Linked DNA regions of Mus musculus: regions 1, 2, 3 and 5 are each linked to region 4. Evidence: chromatin contacts called from public HiChIP or PLAC-seq and promoter capture Hi-C data. All regions are on one chromosome and are shown on one strand. The core of a region is the stretch at or near the end of the contact, and the rest is flanking DNA. Distances in the headings are between cores, read along the strand shown. Region 1 holds the start of Noct (nocturnin). Region 2 holds the start of 4930577N17Rik (RIKEN cDNA 4930577N17 gene). Region 3 holds the start of Mgarp (mitochondria localized glutamic acid rich protein). Region 4 holds the start of Nhlrc3 (NHL repeat containing 3). Region 5 holds the start of Elf2 (E74-like factor 2).

The links. Promoter capture Hi-C pulls out the DNA fragments that hold promoters and counts their contacts. HiChIP or PLAC-seq counts read pairs in DNA pulled down with a chosen protein or histone mark. Capture Hi-C pulls out chosen DNA fragments and counts their contacts.
Region 1: a promoter capture Hi-C map of liver shows a contact between it and region 4, with 7 times the contacts expected there. The contact joins the promoter of Noct here to the promoter of Nhlrc3 in region 4. A contact is called at or near these places in 6 of 39 promoter capture datasets (the 3T3-L1 cell line, the C10 cell line, embryonic stem cells and 2 more), 4 of 484 Hi-C or Micro-C datasets (CD4 T cells, hematopoietic stem and progenitor cells and regulatory T cells), 3 of 115 datasets of contacts at active chromatin or transcription factors (bone marrow-derived dendritic cells, regulatory T cell precursor and thymic regulatory T cells) and 3 of 9 other capture datasets (adipose tissue, liver and macrophages).
Region 2: a promoter capture Hi-C map of liver shows a contact between it and region 4, with 4 times the contacts expected there. The contact joins the promoter of 4930577N17Rik here to the promoter of Nhlrc3 in region 4. A contact is called at or near these places in 6 of 39 promoter capture datasets (the C10 cell line, embryonic stem cells, hippocampal neurons and 2 more), 1 of 484 Hi-C or Micro-C datasets (CD4 T cells), 3 of 115 datasets of contacts at active chromatin or transcription factors (astrocytes, pro-B cells and thymic regulatory T cells) and 2 of 9 other capture datasets (adipose tissue and liver).
Region 3: an H3K27ac HiChIP or PLAC-seq map of thymic regulatory T cells shows a contact between it and region 4, with 11 times the contacts expected there. The contact joins the promoter of Mgarp here to the promoter of Nhlrc3 in region 4. A contact is called at or near these places in 5 of 39 promoter capture datasets (the C10 cell line, hippocampal neurons, liver and 1 more), 2 of 484 Hi-C or Micro-C datasets (B cells and regulatory T cells) and 6 of 115 datasets of contacts at active chromatin or transcription factors (astrocytes, embryonic forebrain, extraembryonic endoderm stem cells and 3 more).
Region 5: a promoter capture Hi-C map of liver shows a contact between it and region 4, with 5 times the contacts expected there. The contact joins the promoter of Elf2 here to the promoter of Nhlrc3 in region 4. A contact is called at or near these places in 1 of 39 promoter capture datasets (liver), 4 of 115 datasets of contacts at active chromatin or transcription factors (astrocytes, epiblast stem cells, large pre-B cells and 1 more) and 1 of 9 other capture datasets (liver).

Annotation. Positions count from the first base shown.
Region 1 is chr3:51,223,178-51,225,877 of GRCm38.p6, reverse strand. It overlaps Noct (nocturnin), which reads right to left and starts at 1,431. Exons shown (of 3, transcript NM_009834.2): 1 at 591-1,431. The coding sequence starts at 774.
Region 2 is chr3:51,275,417-51,278,116 of GRCm38.p6, reverse strand. 4930577N17Rik (RIKEN cDNA 4930577N17 gene) reads right to left here and starts at 1,356. Exons shown (of 1, transcript NR_073429.1): 1 at 1-1,356. All of the region lies in intron 4 of Elf2 (E74-like factor 2), which reads left to right.
Region 3 is chr3:51,395,287-51,397,986 of GRCm38.p6, reverse strand. Mgarp (mitochondria localized glutamic acid rich protein) reads left to right here and starts at 1,440. Exons shown (of 4, transcript NM_026358.3): 1 at 1,440-1,560. The coding sequence starts at 1,479.
Region 4 is chr3:53,461,924-53,464,623 of GRCm38.p6, reverse strand. It overlaps Nhlrc3 (NHL repeat containing 3), which reads left to right and starts at 1,366. Exons shown (of 7, transcript NM_172501.2): 1 at 1,366-1,564; 2 at 2,160-2,312. The coding sequence starts at 1,481. It overlaps Proser1 (proline and serine rich 1), which reads right to left and starts at 829. Exons shown (of 13, transcript NM_173382.2): 1 at 305-829. The coding sequence starts at 349.
Region 5 is chr3:51,339,202-51,341,901 of GRCm38.p6, reverse strand. Elf2 (E74-like factor 2) reads left to right here and starts at 1,258. Exons shown (of 10, transcript NM_023502.2): 1 at 1,258-1,488.

The DNA of each region.
Region 1 (2,700 bases), core at 182-2,681, 2.2 Mb after region 4:
TGGTTCTGAAGGAGCGCCTACATTAAGTAATTGCTAGATTTGAGGGAGAAACTACTCATTTAAAAGCCATACTTGATTTATATGTAGTTTGTGACCGTCGCAATCTGCTTTTAGGCAGAAAGGAGACACTTAAAAAACACAAGATGATGTACAGAACTGACTTCATGAAAGGTTGATTTACCAGGGATTTAAGACGAAGTGGAAGACTCCCCCCCTTCCAAAACATAAATAAATTAATGAGCGTAACGAGTTAACATGTGCTATTACTACCAGGGCTTTGAGAAGATTCAGAGCCTGTAGGCCCTGCAAACCCAAGATCATGCCATTTTTAGATATTTTTTCCCCTTCATGAGGATGTCCACAAGCCGTCTGCAACCAAAGCGTTACCGCCCTGCATCGGGGGGTGGGGGTGAGGGGTAAAGCAAAACGTTAGCGACTGGGGTCACTGTGGCCACCGGGGATTCAGGGGGATCAGACACGAACGCGGAAAGCGAGGCCCCCTGAGCGGCGTTCCCTCCCTCCCGACGCGACGCCGGGGTGAACGCAGGGGACCAGCCCGCGGCGCCCATTCATTCCGCGCTCCCGCTCACCTGTTCGGGGACGCGACCTCGCGGCGCCCGAGGCCGCCGCCGCCTGCAGTTGCGGGGACTTGGGCCGAGATCCGAGCACCGGCGGGGCGAGCGTTCGGCGCGGGCCGGGCACGAGTGTGCGGCGCAGGCCGGGGGCGTCCCTGAGCAGCAGGGCCGAGCAGAGCCGCCGCGGGCTCTGATACATGCCGGGCGCCGCCGCGCTGACGAGCCGGGCCGAGCTGGGCGGGCGACGGTGGGGTGGGGGTGGCGCGGGACCGCTGCGCTGCGGGGTGTTCCTTCCTCCTCGTCCCTCGGCGCCGACCGGGCGAGCTGTGCCGGGAGGCAGACGCGGCGGCGGCAGCAGCGGCGGCTCACTGAGGCGAGGGAGCTAGCGCCGGGGAGCAACCGGCGAGCGGCGGCGGAGCGGGCGCTACCACGCGGTGGCTGCAGAGGGGGGGATCCGCGCGCACGACCAGGGCGCAGTCAGACCCGGACAGCTCCGGCCGAGAATGGACCGTCTGGATCAGTGACAGCGACTGTAGATCTCCCACGGGGCGGAGGCTGGGGGCTGGCTGACACCGCGGGGATTCGTTAGAGAGGCGTTCCGGGAGCCTCTGTCCCCTCCCGCCGGCTGCAATGGGAGCGTCCACAGGCTGGGAATCCCGGGTTGGTGCCAGCGCTGAGTGTGTGCGAGCGCGTGTCTGGGAGAACGTCCTCCCCGAGCTGTGGGCTCCACGCTCCGCGGTGCTGAAGGAGATTAGGCACCAGGACGCGCTGGCTACTTGTGTGGCGGCTGCGACAAGCATCCGCCCCTCAGGCACGAGAGGCGGAAACGGACTGCAGGGCGTTGAGCGTCAGTCCTGCCAGAAGGTCTGGTGGAATTGGCCTTGGAGCTAGCTGGGCCCTGATTGGAGGGCTGGAAGTCACACCTGGGAGACAGCACTGTAGTTATGGAAAATGAAGGCTAAGGGAATTGGGGAGGGGGGGGGGAAACAAAACAAAACAACCCCCCCCAACCCAAAACAACTGCTTGGGATGGGCCAGACGTAATTTGGACTGTTACCGAATTTAAAGCATTATCCATCCAATAAACCACTGAAAAAGCCAAATTGAAAGTGGAAAGCAGGTGCGGCGGTGAGGGCGACCGCCTTTAATCTCAGCACTGGGGCAGGGGCCCGGATCTTCAACATGGTCTGGAGAGATCCGGCCGGCCAGAGCTACACAGTGAAGCTCTGTCTCAAAATAAAAACAAAGAAACAGAAAAACACCAAACAAACAAAACCCTCAAAACAACAACAAGAATACAAACGAACAAAACTGAAAAAAGGAGATGTACTTAATATGCCCACATGGGGTAGAAGGACGAAGAGTTAACCTCTCTCTGGGATCCCAAAATGAGATTAAAGTTCAAATAGAAGGCCAGGGGTATGCACATCTCAGCAGTCCGGGTCAAAGCGATCTGACTAGATAGAACTGTGTGAATTCCCGCTTCCTGAAAGAATTCCCCCTCAAGCAAAGGCCTTTTCCTTTTCCCAGCAGGAGTTTCCTGAAGGAAATTCCCATTTCTTGGGGGGTCCATTGTTTCAATAGTCTGAGAGTCAGATGCACACACCCACATTCTCTTGAGAAAACCCTTATTTTTGTCAGCTCTGTTGCAGGGATGCTAGGATATGGTCAGAGCTGTGTTTTAATCGGATGCCATATGTTCCAGGAAAATGCTGGAGATGTTGCTCAGTGGTGGAGCACTTACACAGCACTTGAGAGGCCCAAGACTCACATTCTCACCTAAGGGGGTATGGAGAGGGAAGGGGTGGGGGGAGGCGGAGAGGGAAGCAGGAGAGAATGAGTTGAAGAAATACCTCAGGTAGGTTGTGTAAGGAGTGACTAACCCTAACCGGGAATGGAAAAGAAACTTTGAATGAGTATCGTCACCAAGGATTCAAAATGCTTTCCAGACCTGGCCTAAAACATCTAACACCCACAGGATACGGATGAATCAGCTGACAAGCCGATGACAGCATCGGGGCCAGGAACTCCTTAGCTGGTCATTATTAGCGTCTGAGGCTCAGTTTTCTTATCTGTACAGCAATCAATCGCCCATGAGTCATTAGGCAAGGCAAAGGGTCATAAG
Region 2 (2,700 bases), core at 107-2,606, 2.2 Mb after region 4:
AAAAGCTGTCTGAAGATATCTTTAAGCTATGAACGAATACGTTCATTTGTCCAAGTCAAGCAAATACAAGAGAGGGCACACGAATTTCATGACCAGCAAACCCAGCGACTCCAGTCTCCCCGAGGCTGCCGGGCGGCTCTTTTCTGTTTACTAATTACCTGTCTAGTGTACTCTGACTTCTGTCGAGAAGACAGGACCAAGTCAGTTTTTGAAGTAGTTGGAGACTCCTGACTTCCTTAGTGATGCTTCTAGAATATTTTCTAGGTACAAGTTTTTTAAAGTGCAGTTCTTTCGACTGAACTGATTGTATGTTGCATAAGCGCCGGGAAGGCCAACCCAAGTTAAAAAGCCACCTCCGTGTACAGCTGCGGGACTAGGTATGAGGTCTTTTCTAGGAAGAAAAATTTGATTCATGGCTCTTTTCCAGAGGGGACATTTGCAGACTTCGCTTCCGCAGAACGTGAAGCGCGCCTCTTCCTGCCGAGGCGAGGCCCGCGTCCCCGAGGGCGGCCTGCGGCTCCCCAGCCTCAGGTGTCCGTGCGGCCGCCGGCTGCCGGCGCCCGGGACTGACTTCCTGTCTGGGCGCGGGGCGGAAGGATCGCGTTGCCAGCCGGGGCCGCCGCCGCCCCTGCCGTTAGGTGGTGGGGCTGCTGAGCCCGGCGGCGGGAGGCGGGCCGGCCGCCGCTTCCTGTCGGAGGACGCGCAAGGATCCGGGCGTCGGAGTGTGTGCGAGTGCGTGAGTGTGTGCCGCCCGCACGGCGTGTGTCTCCGGCCGCGGGTTCCGCCTTCTCCCCTGTCGCCGCCGCTCAGGGTGTAAGTCAATGTGAAGCAGCAGTTCCAGCCCCGGGATAAACATGGCGACGTCTCTGCATGAGGGACCCACGAACCAGCTGGATCTGCTCATCCGGGCCGGTAAGCACAGGGGAACTTTTCTCCCGTGCATCGGTGCAGCGGGCGAGGGGGCGCCCGGCGGGCGGGGAGCGTCCCCCGGGGCGGTCAGCGCCCCGGGTCCGGTGTCCGTCTCCGGCAGCCGGGCGGCCGCGGAGAGGGGGGAGTGAATGAAGTAATGGAGGCGACAAATCAGGAAGTGATCACCTTGGAGAGTAACCTGCCTCGGATCCGGGCTGTCGCTCCGGGGAGAGCGGCGGCGGCGGCGGCGCAGCAGCGGCAGCGGCAGGGGCCGGGCGCGGAGCCGCGGCTAAGTTGGGGAGTCGGCGCGGGCGAGTTGCGCGCTTCGCCCCAGTTGCCGGGGAACCAGGAAGTGAGCGGAGCTGTTGTCCCCGCCGCCTGCCACGCTGTCCGGCCGAGAGGGCCGCCCCTGCCCGCGGCCGGGGGCGCTGGCCGCCCGCCGCCCTCGCCTCTCACTTCCTATAGCCGCCACTTCCGCATGGACGCCGCGGCCCCCCCGGGCGCTACCCGCCAAAACGCGCCCGCCCGGCCTCCCGCCTCGTCCCTCCCGGAGCGGCGCCCGAGTAACGGTCCCGAGGCCACTTCCCGGTGCCGAGTGGGACGCCGCCGACCCGGCACCTCCCCGCCGCGGCTAACGGCGGCCGTGGGGGAACCGGGCTGCTGCCCTTCCTTCCCTCGTGGGGCGGGTGACTGAGGGTGGACGGGAAGGACACCGGGTGTATTCCGCGCAGCCGGCCCGGGGCTGCGGGACAGCGGAGGGGGACGTTTATTTTGGTCCACAGTAAGATGAAAGCGGGGAGCGGGGCGGGCGGGAGGGCGTCCTGGCCCCGGGGAAGTCTCGGCTCGGCATTGCCCCCTTTCCCCTCCCCCAAACCTCCCACCATAGCGGAAGCGCCTGGGAGAGGACAGAACGCGCGCGATTGACAGGCCCGAGGTTCCAATCTGCGCCCTGAGCTGTTCCAAATAAGAACGTTGATTTCTGGGGGCGGGACCACGGGCCCGAGCCGGGCCAATGAAGATTGGGCGGGAGTGAAGCTGACAATGTACGCATGGAATTGGAGGGAAGAGGAGTGTAAACACGGAAGTGGCCGCGGGGGTGGGGGATGTGCTGCGCCACTGCTGCAGCGGAAGGGCACGGACTTAAGTTACATAGAAAAAGCAGCTTTACTTGCTAGCAGACAGCGCAGCGAGGGCCTCGGGTCGATGTGGCACTGCTCGAACACTGTTGCTTACCGAAATTATAAGCGCATGCGGTCCCTCCTCTGGTTCTGTTTCACATCTCCATCGATGTCGGATTGGAAGATGAGAAATTGTAACCAAACGGTAGTGCTGTAAAAGATCAGAACAGTCTTTTTGCACCTATTGTTTTTAGGGATCTTGAAATTGGTAGTTTGGTGGACAAAGCAGTTCGGTTTGGAGGAAAAATTATGTTTATCTCTAAATTTAACGGAACTTTAAATATAAATAAAATCTGGACTGATAGAACTGCATGTGCTATATAACAATAACGCTGAATAGTGTGTTTTGGCTGAGGCATATTTTACACATTTCAAAAGTAGGGAAATCACAATTTATTGAGCAGCGTTTAAATGCCTTTTTGAATAGGAACTTTTACTGAAGGAGAGGAACATAATGGAACTTGGGTCCTTGTTAAAGTCAGTCCATTGATCAGTATGAATTAGTGTACAGTTTTATGTTGGGTTAGTGGTGTTTTGAGTGTCGAGTGTGTATAGTTAAAGAGATACTGTTTGGGGCAGGAGAGATGCTCCTCGGTTAAGACCACTTGTTGCT
Region 3 (2,700 bases), core at 191-2,690, 2.1 Mb after region 4:
TGTAGACATACCATCTCTCCCAGCTGGGGCGGGCATACAGATGCAACTATGTTCACTTACCAGACTGAAAGGAGCAGAGAAATCGTGACCCGGCACTGACTCTTCCATCGGGCTGAGCATACATCACGCATCGACTATGCTTCAGAGCTTTCCTCAGTCGCTTTACTCGGGTCTACAAGACTCACAACGCTCTGTGGTGGTGGTGGTAGTGGCCTATGCCTTTAATCTCAACACTGCGGAGGCAGGGGGCAGGGATCCTGGTTTCTTGAGACGGGGTTTCTCTGTGTAGCCCTGGCTCCTGAAAACAGCTGGCCTCGCCTGCTCTACAGAGCGATTTTCAGGACACCCAGAGCTACACAGAGAAAACCTGTCTCAAGAAACCAAGATTCGGGGCTGGTGAGACGGCTCAACTGTTAGGAGCACTGACTGCTCTTCCAAAGGTCCTGAGTTCAAATCCCAGCAACCACATGGTGGCTCACAACCATCCGTAATGAGATCTGAGGCCCTCTTCGGGTGTGTCTGAAGACAACTACAGTGTACTTACATATAATAAATTAAAAAACAAAAAACAAAACAAAAAAAAAAAAAACAAGATTCACAGTTCAGACTGGAGAGATGGTTTAGTGTTTAAGAGCGGTTGCTACTCCCCCCAGAGAGCCCTTTACCTAACTTTCCTGTTAGTGGATTGTTTTGGTCACACACACACACACACACACACACACACACACACACACACACGCACACACACACACACACCACCGCCTAGTGCCTTCAGTGGTTCATTCATTCATTCATTCATTTTTGAAGCGGGGTCTCTTGTAGCCTACGGTGTCCTCAAAGATCTTGAACTCCTGAGCATCCTACCTCCCCCTCTGAGTGCTGGGAGTAACTTCTTGCGCCACCATGTCTGGTTTTATGCGCTGTTGGGTATCGAACCCATGCTAGATAAACTCTTTACCCTATATTTAAAAGTCCTGGCTGGCTTAGAACTCAGCCATCGCCAGGGGGAAACCTTACCCTTCCTTTAATCATAAGCCTGTAAAGTCGTCTCTTAAGTTTCCCGCTACCTCTTCCTGGGAATGCTAACACAGTGTGTGGAATAAAGTGGTCTTCCACCTGGAGAATACATTCCGTCTGCGCATGAATCCTGAATCAAGCGCGCTTCTCTAAACGTGTCCTGCGTGCTCGGGAGATAACTCCATGGGACAGAGCGGGTCAGGCACGTAACAGCGACTTCTAAGCTCCCTAGCCTCTTCTGAGATGCAGCCATTAAGCGACTGCTGGGGAGCACGGGACTGCAACTCTATTAGAGCTGGGTAAGGGGACCAAGGTGCTAACCACTAACTCGATCCCCTTCCCACATCCCCCGGGGCTGGGACGCACGGGATCTGGAGTCCCACCCGGGGCGGGGCGCTCCCTGGCTCCTCCCTCTGAGCCTGGGTTGCTTGATCCGCTGCTGAATCTGAGCGCATCTGGCGATGTATCTCCGCAGGGCTGTGTCCAAGACTCTGGCGCTGCCCCGGAGGGCGCCCCCGGGTCCCGCGCCGCTGGGGAAGGACGGTGAGTGTCCCACACTTCTCTACCCGTCCAGGCTGGGCACCAGCGCCCCGAACCCTGGGCCAGTGAAGGAACAGTGAGGGAGGGTCTCAGGCCAGCCCTCCGAATTTCTTGGAAACTTTGGGAATAAGGACCTTTTCCAGGATGGCCTCTGAATCCAAATTAGACTTCCTGGGTTCCAGTCTTGAATTCCTGATCTCCGGCAAGTAATGTTCCTTCATTTTTTTTAAGTGACTGTGGGTTATGATCAGTAGATATGGAGTGAAAAGAACCACTTCGAAGAGGGTTTGGCTTTCTCCTAGAGTTCCACGGTTTTCTATTCAATGAACCACTAGTTTCTCCGAAGAGGTGAAGGAACGGATAGGTAGGTGGACGTGGGGTGTTCACGTGTTCGCAGGTGGGCCCTAGAAGAAGTGTCGGTTCACTGATCCCTGGCGGTGATAAACCCCCGGCTTCTTGTGGCCCTGATCATCCCTTCGAAGTGAGGCCTCGGGGTACTCTTCTGATGTTGCTGACAAGCTTGCAGCTCCGTCAGCTTCGGATTAGGGAATGCGTGAGGAAATGCGCTCTTGGAAATTTTCTAAAGAAGCAGCATCCTGGACTATAAGAGCTTACAGGCTTTGGGCTGGTTTGCAGGTCCTCTCCTAGCTGCCCACCCTCTCTGTTCATCACTCACTGGGGCACAGATCTTGGACACTAGAAAGTTAATTATTCTGTACTTTGCCCCACTCCTTGGGGCATCGGAGGCAGCATCCAAAGCAAAGATTTGACTGAGAAAGACAGAAAAACGCCTGTGGAAATCCATGAGCCAGAGCGAGCTTTGCTTTGCTTTGCTTTGCTTTAAGCACTTGTTCACCCTGCTTTGATTAGGCCTGTGTTGGTGGTGGATGGTCTCAAGAAAGAGATCTAGTCACCTATTCTTTTAAATGATGCTTAAAAGAAGTCTTCCCACAAGTACTAGAACGCCTTTCCCCTCTGTATGTGTATACCTCATAAGAGAGCAACTTGCAGAAGTGAGGAGACGCCATTTATTTTAAACTGATTATAATGGGGACTGTTCTGGTGCTCAGATAAAGAAAGAGATGAGACTGACCTCATCCTCCACAGAAAACTCTCTCTCTCTCCCTCCCTCCCTCCCCCCCC
Region 4 (2,700 bases), core at 117-2,616:
TCCTGTTACCGAACCATGTTAACATTGAATAAATGTCAGTCAACCAAAAGCTCAGTTATTACGGATTTACAGTTGGCTCCGGGGCTGTAGGTAGTACAAACGTAATTCCCGTACCACAATGACTTCCCAAGTTTAGCAGTGAGGTGGTTTATCTTCTATTTAAGCGGTGCAACGGACCAAGATGCAAGTTCTTACGTTACACAGGAAAGTTCAAGTTCCTCTGCTGACTACACACAACACCTCAAAGAAAGTAACTCACGACCATTATTATCTCAGACGAATTTCAGGGAACAAGGTCAATTACCTTTCGAATTTCATCCAGCACCGTCTCAAAGGACTTTTTGTCCATCTTGAGTACTATTCCGTCGTGACGTCTCACAGTTCTTGCAATTACAAAACGCTCATCCCAGGTTCGTCTCGTGGATAATACACCAGGAGGAGAAAGGAGGCGAGGAGGTAGAGTATTGCAAACTGCACCAAAACAAAACAAAAAATCCCAGAACGAAAACTTGGAAAAAGTTGGGTTTTTTTTTGTTGTTGTTTGTTTGTTTTTTTAAATAAAAATCAGACTTCAGTAGCTTCTTCACACAAAGCTTCAGCTGCTCAGAGCAGAGCGGGCTTGTGCGTTTGCAGAAATCAGGGCTCCGGAGGGTGCCGACAGCCGGGTGCTCCGGGGAAGGCCGCCGAGCCACGCTCCGCTCACCGCCGTGATCCGGGACACGTGGCCCCGCGGGCGCTCAGACCCGCCGATCCGCCCGATCCCGGGGTCCCGCAGCTCCGGCAACCGGCGGCCCCCGCAGGTCCTTTGTTACGGGCTTTCGTAGCTTCCGGGAGCGGGCGGGCGGCCGGGGCGCACTAGGAGCCGGACGAAGGGGGCCAGAGCCTTGCGAAGGGAGGCTCTCGAGCACCTCAGCGCTCATACGGCCAGGCGCCCAGCGGGTGCTCCCCTAAATGCCCCACCAGCTCCAGGGGACCTTTGATAGAGCGTGTCGCGCCCACAAGACGCAATGGTGCACCGCCACCTTAAGTCGCTTTTGCACAAATGATTAGTTTGGGGCGTCGGGGGGGGGGGGCGGGGTCCTAGTGTGGGAATATAGGCGTCCACGGCAGAAGCCTGAATGCTTGTGGAGCAGACGTGACTAAAGTCCTTTTCGGAGCGTGGTAGTCATTGTTTTAGTGTCACGATCCCCTAACTCTTCAGTTTCTCGGTGCTCTGTTTTGCTTCTTGAAAGTGAGTTTAAAGGAGCGAAGAGTAAGTAGGTCAGGAAGATCTGCGGACGCCGCCATCCTAGTGGCCAGGAGCACCTCGGCGTGGGGACCAGGGTCACTCGCTGGGCGCCTGACTCGGGGCGGAGCAAGGAGCAGGACACCCGGAATTAGTCTTCGGCGGTTCTCCGGTCGAGTTTCCCGGTGCTTTAGTCTGCCTCTGCCCTAGAGCCGGCTTCAGGCCTCGCTGACTTTCGCCTCCCAGACCCTCGCGATGGCGAGAGCCTGGGTCTGCCTGGCGGGCGCCGCCTTCTTCCTTTCCTGTCTGGTTTTGCATTCGCGCTTCTGTGGCTCGCTGGTAAATAGCAGGCAGAAGGCTGTGGGTGTGGGTGCCACCGAGGGGTACAGCCCCTGGGGTCCCAAACCTGCTCCCCTGGGGCTCAGCAGCTGACGACTCGTCCTCTCATTTAGTGTAAAAAGAATGCACGTGGGGCTGGGGAGGTGGCGCGGAGGTTGGGAGCTCGAGCAGCTTTTTCAGAGGACTCAGGTTCGATTCCCAGCACCAACTTGAAGGCTCACTCTCTCACTGTAACTCCAGTTCCAGGGAGCCTGATGCCCTCTTCTGGCCTTTGTGGGCACATGGTGCACATAAACTCACCCGAGCTCATGCACACAAGTCTAAATAAAAATAAGTAAACATCACACACACACACACACACACACACACACACACACACACACACTGGATTTTCCCCAGCTCTTACTACACTCTTAAGTCACACACACACACACACACACACACACACACACACTGGATTTTCCCCAGCTCTTACTACACTCTTAAGTCATCATTAGACTTTTCTTATGGTTGTTTTGATCTTTAGATATACAATCTTATTTCCGGCTACCTTCTGGTTGTCGAACTGAATCTGAGTATTTTGATTTTATTTGAGGTTTCAAGGACATTTTCTTTTCACGTTTCCTGGAGAATGGAGGACCCTCTTTTCCGGCTGGATTTGGGTTGGCCCAAGAATTCGGAATACTTCACTGGTGCAACATTTTGTGTTGCAGTTGATTCCCTCAACGGGTTAGTTTACGTAGCCCAAGTAAGTAGAATGCATTTTTTTTTTTTTTTAATATGTGAGCCTGTGAGGTCAAGAGAGACCAGAGTGTTAATGCGGTTATCAACTACCAGTGGTTTCCAGGATTGAACTCTGAGTGTCAGTCTTGCTTAGCAAACACTTTCATCTGCTCAGCCATCTCTTCAACTAGAGATTTTTTTTTAATTTTAATTATATACATTCAGTTTGATCACAACAGACAGGAATAATAAAAGAACAGTCAATCTGAGCATGACAAAAAGGAAAAAAAGAAGATGAACAGAAAGGAAAGAAGTGTTTCCCACCTAGATAGCCTGCTGCATTTATAGTATGCTAACTATGCAATTTAATTTTGAGTTGGCTTCAAGTGCACATTTTAGATTTGTATGCATTA
Region 5 (2,700 bases), core at 9-2,508, 2.1 Mb after region 4:
CCTAGCATGCATAACTGCGCCTAAGAAAGACCATTAGCGAGCCGCTGCAAACGCAGGACATCCCGGGCACCGTGTCATTGGCTTTTGTGCCCTGGAAGGCGCGTGAGAGTGCCCTGCTCAGAGGCTCCCCTTTGTGTGAAAGTGTGCAAACCAGAAGCCTGCAGCTCCCGCTGGCTTCGCCCCTTTTTTTTCCCCAATTCGTGGACACTTGGAACAAGATACTCTTCCTCCACACACACGCGCTCCTTCACCCTGGCTCTGAAGATCTCGGGACTTGAGTTACTTCTCGGAGGCGGACGGGACTAGAAGCGACAAAGACTGGGGCGGGCGGTCGCGGCTCCCCGGGACCCCCCCGAACGGGGGCCGCCCGCCGCGCTCCGCAGCTGCGCGCTGGGCCGCCCGCCCGCCGGCCACCGCGGGCACCAACCGCCGCGCAGCCGGGCCGTTGGGCGGTGGTAATTTCTGGGAACGGGGCGGGGTCCGGGGTGGACGAGCTGGGAGGCGGAGCGGGCGGCGCCCCGGGCCGCGAAACGGGCGGGGCGGGGCGCCACGTGCGTCAGTGGCCGGGTGGGGCGGGCCGCGCGCTCCTGCCCGCCAGCGCCGCCACCATCCGCGGAGCCCGGGAGACGCGCGGGGACTCTGAACACCCGGGCTGACAAGAGTTTTATTTTGCAATCGCTCACTTCCCTAATGCTTAATCTACGAGTGCAGAGCGGTCCCTGGAGGTCTTGGGAGGGGAGTCCGGAGTTGGAAGGGGGGTGATGAGGGGTGACAGCAAAGACCTGAGAGTGGCCCAAGAGGTGCGCGTGTCGTCCCGGCCGGGCTGCAGGTGCACGCGCGGCCCCGCCGTCCCCACGCGCTGGTCCCGCGTCCGCAGCGCAGTGCAGCGCGCGACGTGGGGGAGTGGGGAAGCCCCGGGGACGCGGAGCGGGACGAGTGGCGAGCGTCTCCACCTGAGCAGGCGGGTTCGGGCGAAGTTGGGCGCTGAGAAGAGGGCGGGATTCGAGAGCGCAGGAGGCGGGCTGCGGGGGGCCCGAGGGCGGTGGGGAGTATAAATAGCCGGCCCGGTTTGACAGGCGCTGCGGTGACTGGCGGTGTCGCCTCCCCCGGCGGCGCGCGGGGAGGGAGGAGCGCGCGGAGCGGCCGGGTGGGGGAGGCGGACTCCAGTGTCCTGGTGGCGGCGGCAGGAGGCCGAGGGGGAGGAGCCGAGGCGGGTGCGGAGGGCGGGGGCCGGCCGCAGCTTCCCCGCGCCCGGCTGTGTCGCCGCCGTCGCCTCGGCGGTTGGGGGGGATCTGTAGGGTGGCGCGCGCGGGGGGCGCAGCGCGGTTTTGTCTCGTCCTGTGGTGCGGAGCGGCTCGCGCGGTGGCCAGGGGAGGCCCCCTCGGCTTCCCGCAGGACGCCGGGCCAACGGCGGGCGGCTGCGGCGTCTCGGCCGGTCTGCGGCCCTGAGGGAAGGGCAAGGGACTCGGCGACGTGGAGGGAGAGCAGGTAAGAGCGCGGGGACGGCGGAGGCCGGCGGGAGCGAGCGGGAGGGAGAGGGAGGGCGCGGCGAGCCAGCCCGGCCGTCCCGAGTGTCGCCTCCTCCCGGGCGCCCCCGCCCCGCGCCTGTGTTGTTTGCTCGGGCGGCGGCGGAGGGGCTTTCCGGAGGCTGGGGCGGTGACACCGGCGGAGCTGGGGGCAGGGCGGGAGCCCGCACCGGAGCGGCCCGGGGCAACGGTCGTGGCGCCGAGGGACCGCGGCGCGCGCTGTTTACCTCGCGGCGCCAGTCATCGCGCGGCGGCCGGGCTGCCGGGGCAGCGCGTCCCGGGCGGCAGTTTCCGTCGCCGTCGGGCCTGCTCCCCGCCGCCGGGGCGGGCACGACAGGTTGTACTCCGCCGTTCTTTTATTCTCACTCTCCGCCGGCCCTCCGTCGCCGCCTTCTCCTGGTTCCCCGGGGAGCCAGGCTGCGATCACTATCTGTGTTTGCAACAAAACAACAAAAAAACCCTGGGGCTCTTGGAAGCGCCTAGGTCCAGAGTCTCCTCCGGGGTCCTCCGCCGGCGGTGCTGGCCCTTAGGGCATCTCGCGGAGAGTGTCGTGGGCGCCCCGCGCGCCTCGGTACCGATTCTGCCTCAGCGGCGCTGCGCGCGGCGGCCGGACCCACTCAAGACTTTAGTGGGACATTTTTACTCTGTCAGCAAAGGACGGAAAAATAACCCACGGACCAACTTGGTGGACTGTCCTTATGGGAACCACGTTCTCAGCTGTATACCCTTTCTTTAAGTTCTTAGTACTCTATCAATAAGATGGGGGACGCGTCATTGTAACCCTGGAACATCTTTCTCGTGTTCATGACATTACTCTGTGGTTTATGCTTTAATCCGACAGTGAGAAAGTATAATAAAAACTGCGCCTCTGAGCTCAAGACTTTTGTTTTTGTTTTTTTCTCCAAGTCTCAGTTGAGAGGCAAACTGCTCACTTTCTCTAGTGGACAATGTCCATCCGGGCCCTACTGAGATAAGATTGTATATTTGTGGGTTACAGTTTCTTTAGAGTGTTGAATGACTTCGTATGAGACTGGGAACTGTTGAATTATGTTTAAAGGGATTTAGGAATAAGATTTATAGAAGGCATGTGGCTGTAGTTGATACATCCAGTAAATACAAGAAGTTGAAGTCTGATGTGTCTTCAACATTTAAAATCTCAATATTTAACGTTATC